Regions from separate parts of the Arachis hypogaea genome. Here region 2 is linked to region 1. Evidence: chromatin contacts called from public Hi-C data. All regions are on one chromosome and are shown on one strand. The core of a region is the stretch at or near the end of the contact, and the rest is flanking DNA. Distances in the headings are between cores, read along the strand shown.

What was found. A called contact is a pair of places that touch in the nucleus more often than the background predicts.
Region 2: a Hi-C map of leaf shows a contact between it and region 1, with 2.8 times the contacts expected there. The contact joins the enhancer-like site here to the promoter of LOC112776599 in region 1. A contact is called at or near these places in 2 of 8 Hi-C or Micro-C datasets (leaf and an unstated tissue).

What each region holds. Positions count from the first base shown.
Region 1 is chr19:22,928,107-22,932,038 of arahy.Tifrunner.gnm2.J5K5, reverse strand. LOC112776599 reads right to left here and starts at 1,978. Exons shown (of 8, transcript XM_025820800.2): 1 at 1,670-1,978; 2 at 783-1,158; 3 at 422-657; 4 at 1-10. The coding sequence starts at 1,131.
Region 2 is chr19:22,974,230-22,977,881 of arahy.Tifrunner.gnm2.J5K5, reverse strand. No RefSeq gene overlaps it. Among protein-coding and RNA genes, the nearest start is that of LOC112776922, 18 kb to the left of the region's middle. Within about 2 kb of position 1,416, at least 2 of the 3 cell types and tissues checked have open chromatin away from gene starts, as enhancers often do.

The sequences.
Region 1 (3,932 bases), core at 729-3,228:
GAAACTTCCTCTGCAAGAGAGATTAATGACTGTAACATCTGAAACAACCACCATGCTATATGGACACTAGAAATCGAATACAAAATCACCCTATAATCACATTTATAATCAAACTTTATCAACAATATAATTAAATTTGATTCACATTTATAATCAAAATATGAATAAAAATAAATATAATTGGTTGCTAAATTTGGTGTTCATAAAAAAGTTTGATTATTCTGTTGTGAAAAAGTTTGATTACTCTATTGCGAAAAGTTTGATTATTTTAGTGGTTAATCATTCTGCTGAAAAAATATGTATTAAACATGTATAAATATACACAAAATCTGGTGACTAATTTGGTGGGTGATTTCTTGTTTTCATAGAGAATTTTTGCTGAAAGAAAGAGATTATATAATTCAAATAAAATAAAGCACACCTTTATAATGTCATTGTACACATCATCTTTTCTGGGGACCTTACGCCAAGACAAAAAATATATAGGAAATTTCTTATAGTCACTTCCCAAAATTCCTAAAAAGCCGCTTAAGAGGCCACCCGCATCACCAATTGGTTGCAAGTGCTCATTGCATGTAAGTATCACCTTTCTACCCGCAGGGAGTGGCAAAACATCATCAACCTTTAGTTTAGCTTCTTCTATTACATTATGTTGATCTAAAACCAATGAAAACTTTTCTGATTTGTCATCTTCGCCAAAAATTAAAAAAGAAGCAAAAAAAGAAAAGAATAATTTAAAAGACAATATTAAGTTGAAACATTGAGAATGACAAAACTCTTACCAATAACATTAACCTTCCAATAGTCATTATTCTTACGACTGCTGCAACTTGTGATGCCCACATGTTCATCAAATGATTCAGCATCATCATCTGAATTAATCAACTGATGACACGGAACAGAACTAGATCCAAGCGGATGATGAACACCACTTTCAAAGACTAGTGGTAATGAACGAGCATCACCAGGAGTTGGCAGTGATGAATGGGGATCCTTCCGGGCTGGAAGTACTGGACAAAGATCACTGCAGGATGGTGGAATAGGCTGGGCACTGCTACGCAATGGTGGCACAGCTAAGCTTGATTTCTCTGTAGTGGATGCTGTAACTTTCAAACGTTTATTACTAGGCATTGCTGCACAAAATCTGTATCATTAAGACTGTTCCAAGATTAGACTCAAATGCATTGAATAACTTACACAAGTAACTCCAATCCATGTACAAACTTTTCAAGACATTTATAATCCTGAAGGTTTAGAGCTCTAAAATGATACTGTTATCTGTCTTAGTTGATGTAAAATCTAAACTATTTGGAATGCCTAGAATTGCTTGCTTAAAATAAAAGTACTTTTTCCTTCTTTTCTTTTTTTTTTTGTTAATAGAAGTAATTTATTAAAAAATTGTATATTTTTCGTTTTCTAAGAAAAATTGCACACTAGATTAACTACAATGAAATTTTGCAACCTATCAGCCAAACCATGTGCACTCAGCAATTTTATCAAAGAACAAAAAGATCAGACTAACACAGAAAAAAGAAATCACGTAACAAATTCAATAAGACCATCCAATGAAAGACTGAATCAAAAAGACAAAGAAAATAAATAAAATAAAGAATCGTAGAATGAGACAAGCAGCAGATCCCACAAAAGCAGAAATCTAGAAATTCCAAACCAGATCCAGTGGCACGAGATCTGAAGGATAGAAGCACCGAGTGTAGGAATCGAGGTGGTGGCGCCGGCGACGGTGACAGTGACGGTGACGGTGACGGTGACGGTGACGGTGACGGTGACGGACTGTTTAAATGAATAGGGCAGGCCCCCAGGTGTTTTTCTTTAGGTTTTATTTAGTTTCGTTGCTCGGCGGTTCTGTTAGAGAGAAAACCACCAAAATTAGAACCACCGCGAATCAAATGTAAACCGCCAGGGAAAAAACCCGGGGGGGGGGGGGGGGGAATTAACCCGCAAATTTCTTATTTTCAAATTTTCTAAACGGAAGGGTTTTTTTACTTTTATCAAATTTTGAGTAAATTTATATTTTAATCTGTGATAAATCATTGTAATAATATTACAAAATGAAAAATCTTGATTTTAGTAATTTTTAGTAGTTTTGACTATTATTTGATATGCACAAAAACTAAATTATCTTTACCAAATAAATTTTATTAGTGTATGTGTATAAATTTTAAAAAATATGAGTAGAAATAATATTGATTTATATGTGCAAAATTCAATATAAGTTATATATTTTTTATGTGTAAAATACCTATAAATATAAATGCAAAATTATTATTAACTAAAAATAACAATATTTACTGAACATATAACATTATTCTTAAAAAATATATTAATTACAGTAAATTACTAGTTAGTAAATATTAATTCACAAATATTTGTCATAAAATCAAGTATTCAGAATTTCTTTTAATATAAAAAAAATATTTTTAATAAGATGTACTAAGATGTCACCTTTTATTTTTGATAGTTATTAGAGTATGATGTGTTTAACTAAGATGTGAAAAACATATATAAACGGCCTATCAAATTTGTTACGTAAAATACAAATTTGATCATCAAATTTATTATTTATGACTTTATGTACCTCACTTAAATTGAATTTTTAGATTTTTGTTTCTCTCTCTTTAATAAATTTTATCCTCAGATTTTGGATTTAAATTTTTTAAAGTTTAAATTTCACTTTAAAGAATAAAGTGTGATCTCTTATCATTTATTTTATAAGTGGGACCAAGAATAAATATAAAAAAAAATCATTTAAGGGTAGAAGATCACACTTTACCCTCTAAAATATAAATTTAAAATTTAGAGGATCCAAATTCTAAATTTCTATAAAAAATTAAAAAAATTAAATTAGAGTCTCCGATTTATTTTTCCTAATTAAAAAAAAAAATCTTTCTCATATTAATAAAAAACGCACCCACTATTCTGATCAACCAAAAAAAAAAAGATCTCTACTCCAAAAAAAAAAAAAAAAAAAAAAACTTAAGATGTCTATTAAACTAACATGATTACATAAATAATTTGTGCGTCCAAAATTGTACCTATGAATTTTTCTTCTACTCTTGGCATGTGTATAGTGATATACATAAATCGCACCCATTGATTTTTATTTTTTCTTTTAAAAATAAAAAAGCATCCAATGATTTTTTTTAATTTTAAAAAGAAAATCATAAAGCACATTCAGTAATTTTTTAATTTTTTATACATTATGATTTTCTTTTTTTAAACTCAGCTCTCATATTTAGATAAAACTCCAAAAATCCTAATATTTTTTAATTTCATAAAAATAACATATATAAAATAAAAATTGACTCAAGTATAATGGGTAATTGGATATTGTCATATGAAAGGAGAAATATAACTAAATAACAGAATTTAATTTTAGTTGATTAAAAAAATATGTTATCTCCACTGTTATTTTAGTAGAAATTCTTCGCATACAAGCGATTAAGGTTTGTAAGCCTTACAAGTCCAAATGACGACTTACCCCCAAAACACGCTCCTAGTGTTACGTAACTTTCACGCGCTATATAACAGATCGCGCAAATATATAACTTCCAATTTTAAAAGATTTCGTTTCCTTTTTCGTTCTCCTTCTTGCCAAATTTCTTCGTTCTCCTTTTCGCGCGCCTTTCCCTGCCTTTTCGATCGTTCTTTTTCCCTCCTTTATCACTGGTTTGTTCTTCGTCATTGACGTGAGTTCCTCTCTCTCTGTAACTCTAGCTTCGTTTTTTTTTTTTTTTTTGATTTTCTGATTTCTGAAATCAAAGTTTGAACTCGTTTTGAAGATAATGGATGATTCAACCTCAGATTGTCAGCTGAATCAGGGCGAAGTGGATTTTGAATTTGAATCTAACGAAGTTCCTGAGGTTTGATTTACATTCAGCTAATTACGATTACTCTGAATTTTGATGCAGTTA
Region 2 (3,652 bases), core at 167-2,666, 46 kb before region 1:
TCATATTTAAATAATTTTTTTTATCTTTTAACTATTTTATATTTTTAGATTGAAAATTTTGTATTTTTTTATTCAAGGTTTATTTTTATATTTTATTTTAATTCTCTTATTCAAAACTATTAATATGAATTTTTATTTTGTAGGATAAATAAAAAGATGAGATTTTTTTAATAAATTAAATTATTGAAAAACTTACTTATTATAAAAGAAGTTAAGTATATTTCTTGATTATAAGAATACATATAATTCACTTTTGAATGTAATCAAAATAAATATAAATTTATTCAATTTTTTAAAATTTACATTAATTATTAAAATTATAACATAATGAATGTACTCCTATACAAATATAAAAATAATTTCATGACTATTTTTTTTTGTTATGAGAAAATATGACTTAATAAGCATAAAGTCTAATTTAAACAACTATAGATAAGTAAAATAAGTAACAAAAAATGAACATAAAATTTTTTTTTTTTTTTGTTATTTGGTATAAAAATAAATAAATAAAATAAATCATTGTTCTCATACATAATGACATAAAATTTGGTAACATAACCAATCGATTGAATAGTGAGACCTCAAGTTGCTAATACACATTTCAATCGATTGGGTAGCACACTTCAATCGATTGAATTTGGCATGTCCATATTGTTTTCATGAATTCAATCGATTGGGTATCACAACCAATCGATTGAATAGTGAGACACAGGTTGTTTTGAAGCATTCAATCGATTGGAAATTCTAAACAATCGATTGAATTATAAAAAATCCACATTTAATTCATCGTTCAATCGATTGGGTAATATGACCAATCGATTGATATTTGCGAAAACCATGCTGCCCAGCAATTTTCAATCTATTGTTTAGTGGTAAACTATAATCCAATCGATTGAGTTATAATTCAATCGATTGGTTTTCAAGAAAACACGATTTTATGATTCCTCACGAACGTGACGGATCAAATTTAATCTTTTAATCGATTGGAATAGCTAAAAAATTTATTATTAGGATCAATGAAAGATTTAATTCGTTATTGTTTTTGTTCTTGATTATTAATAAACATGATAGATTTATGATAAAATAATTATTTATAAAATAAAAAATCGTTTTGATAATTAAATAAAATATATGGGGTTAATTTGTAATTAAATTAAAAAAGGACTATTTAGCAGTTATTAAAAAAATTTAAAAAACATATTTTGTTATGAGACCATTTAATGATCCAAACGTTCTGAAACCACCGAATCATGAGCCGTGAATTACAACATATAATAATTCTTTTGTGCTCCTTGTTTTTAATTATTTGGTATATATTTTTGAACATATATTTTGTTTTTGGTGTACCAATGGGACTAAGTCCAAAGAAATTACAAACTATAATATTGGATATCATCAACATCATGACAAATTAACCGTATCCACACCTAACACCTTTTTCTTTGTTGGGCCTTGGCCCTTCCATGCATCAAAAGGGGTTTGGACCTCCTGCAAAACGTTTCTAATCCTTAGAACTTATGTCAATGTGTTTATTTTTGGATTGGCTCATTTGAATATTTTTGTTGTTGTTCTTCATGACAGCACCAGCTGGATATGTGGGGTGTTTGTGTGAATAAAGGCATATAAACCACAAAGTAGCAACTCCAAGATAGTGTGATTGCCATAGTGTTGTGAGAGTTATAAGGATTATATACTAATGTTTTAACTTGAAATATTTTACTATTGAGCATAATAAGGTATATTGGCTCTTCACAGCATGTTTAGTGTCAGAGACGGAGCTTAGTTCAGACAAGGGGCCATAATCCTCCCAAATTTTTTATAAAAAAATTAGTAGTATTTTTCAAAAGATAAAAAATAATTCAATTGACTTAAATACTTTACTATGACTTAAAGTACCTAATAAGTTTAATAAGCAACATTTTTTCTATCTTTAAGTTCAAATATAAAATATTAGATATTTTTATTTATTTAATTTAATATTATTTTATATTTTACTATTTATTTAATTTAATTTTTTATATGATAAAAAATAATAGAATATTCAATAAGTATTAATATTATTGTATTTGTATAAATTGATAAAAAAAAATTCAATAAATATTATAAATTTTAATATTTGTCCTTCTAACTTCTTCTTTACATATTTTACAGGATATATATTCAAATTTTATATAAAATAATAATGAAAAATCAAAGAATTGATACATTTTTTTAGAGGAAGGCTAATATTTAAGAAGGAGAACATATAACTTTTACAATATCAACACCTGTAAATAGTTCTTCTACTTTAATGAATCACGAAAAAAGTGAGATACAACCTTTAAAGTTCAAAAAGTTCCATCTGATGAGTTTGACCTTAACTTTTTAGAACGAGACCCAGAAAACGGCTTTAAATGTGGCAATATCACCCAAACCAGAGAGATGAGATTAGACGAGCTCCATATCAAAAGCATCTTGACAATTATCCTCTATCTGACCCTCCAGAATTTTGTTTCAAGTTTCGCCACTGTTAAGTATAATTTTAATATTCTTAGATATATTAAAATTTTTATATGTTTAAATAAATAAAGACATTGAGAGTAGTTTTTTCTCTAGAATTGTCTATTTTTTTATGACTTCAATTTTTGAGATTATCCAATATAAAAACTAATGAACTACAAATAACCAACTTTTTCAGTATAATACAGTTTTGAGAGAAATTAGCTGATACATGTGTTAACTTGATACTTTTTGAGAGAAATTAGTTGATACATGCGTTAATCTGATACCTTGGTCTTGCACAAGTATCATTAATAAGTCACCATAGTTTATACAAAAATAAAAACTCTAAAGATTGGTAGAAACTTGAAACTTATAAAATAGTAATATATCAACCGCAATACAAGTAGTAATTCCAAAATAATCTTGCACAGGTGTTATTAAGTAGTCACAATAGTTTATGCAAAAGAATAAAAACAAAAATTCTGAAGATTGAAACATGTAAAAATAGAGAAACTTAAATAGCAAGACAGCTGCAGTAACTCTCTTATCCCTTTATAACACAGCTCTCACTCGAATTTACGCTCCACTCTTATTACAATTTACAATTCACAACTAAAACAAAAGGCTTGATTCTCTTTTCACTCTTCATTCTTATTCTTTAATTCTTCTGTTTTTCGCTTCAATGGCTGATGTAGATACCAAACTAATAACCACCACCGTTAGAGACACACAAATGTTGCCGCTAAGAAGGGGCCGAATCAAGATTAGAATATTCAAGAGCATAGTCGCTGCGCTGTCCTGCTCCGGCCGCTACAAGGAGCGGGAAGACAATGGAGAAGGCAGTTACTACTATTACGATTTTTCTGTTTCTGATCATCCTCTTAGCTCCACATCCACAACTCCGACGGTTGGCTACCATTCCGACAAGAAACATCGGAAATTGACAACAACTATGATGATAATCATGATTTTCAAGATGTTCTGTTCTTGTTTTTTTTTTTTTTTCTTTCTTTTTGGTATAGAATAATACTGTTTGTATATTATTATCTTTTTTTCTGTTTTAATTAATTAATATATGTATGTATATACATCTATAGTTGTAGACTTGTAGCTGTTGATTATGTATATAAGATTTTACAGTTGATTTTGTTTGTACAATTATTACTCCTTC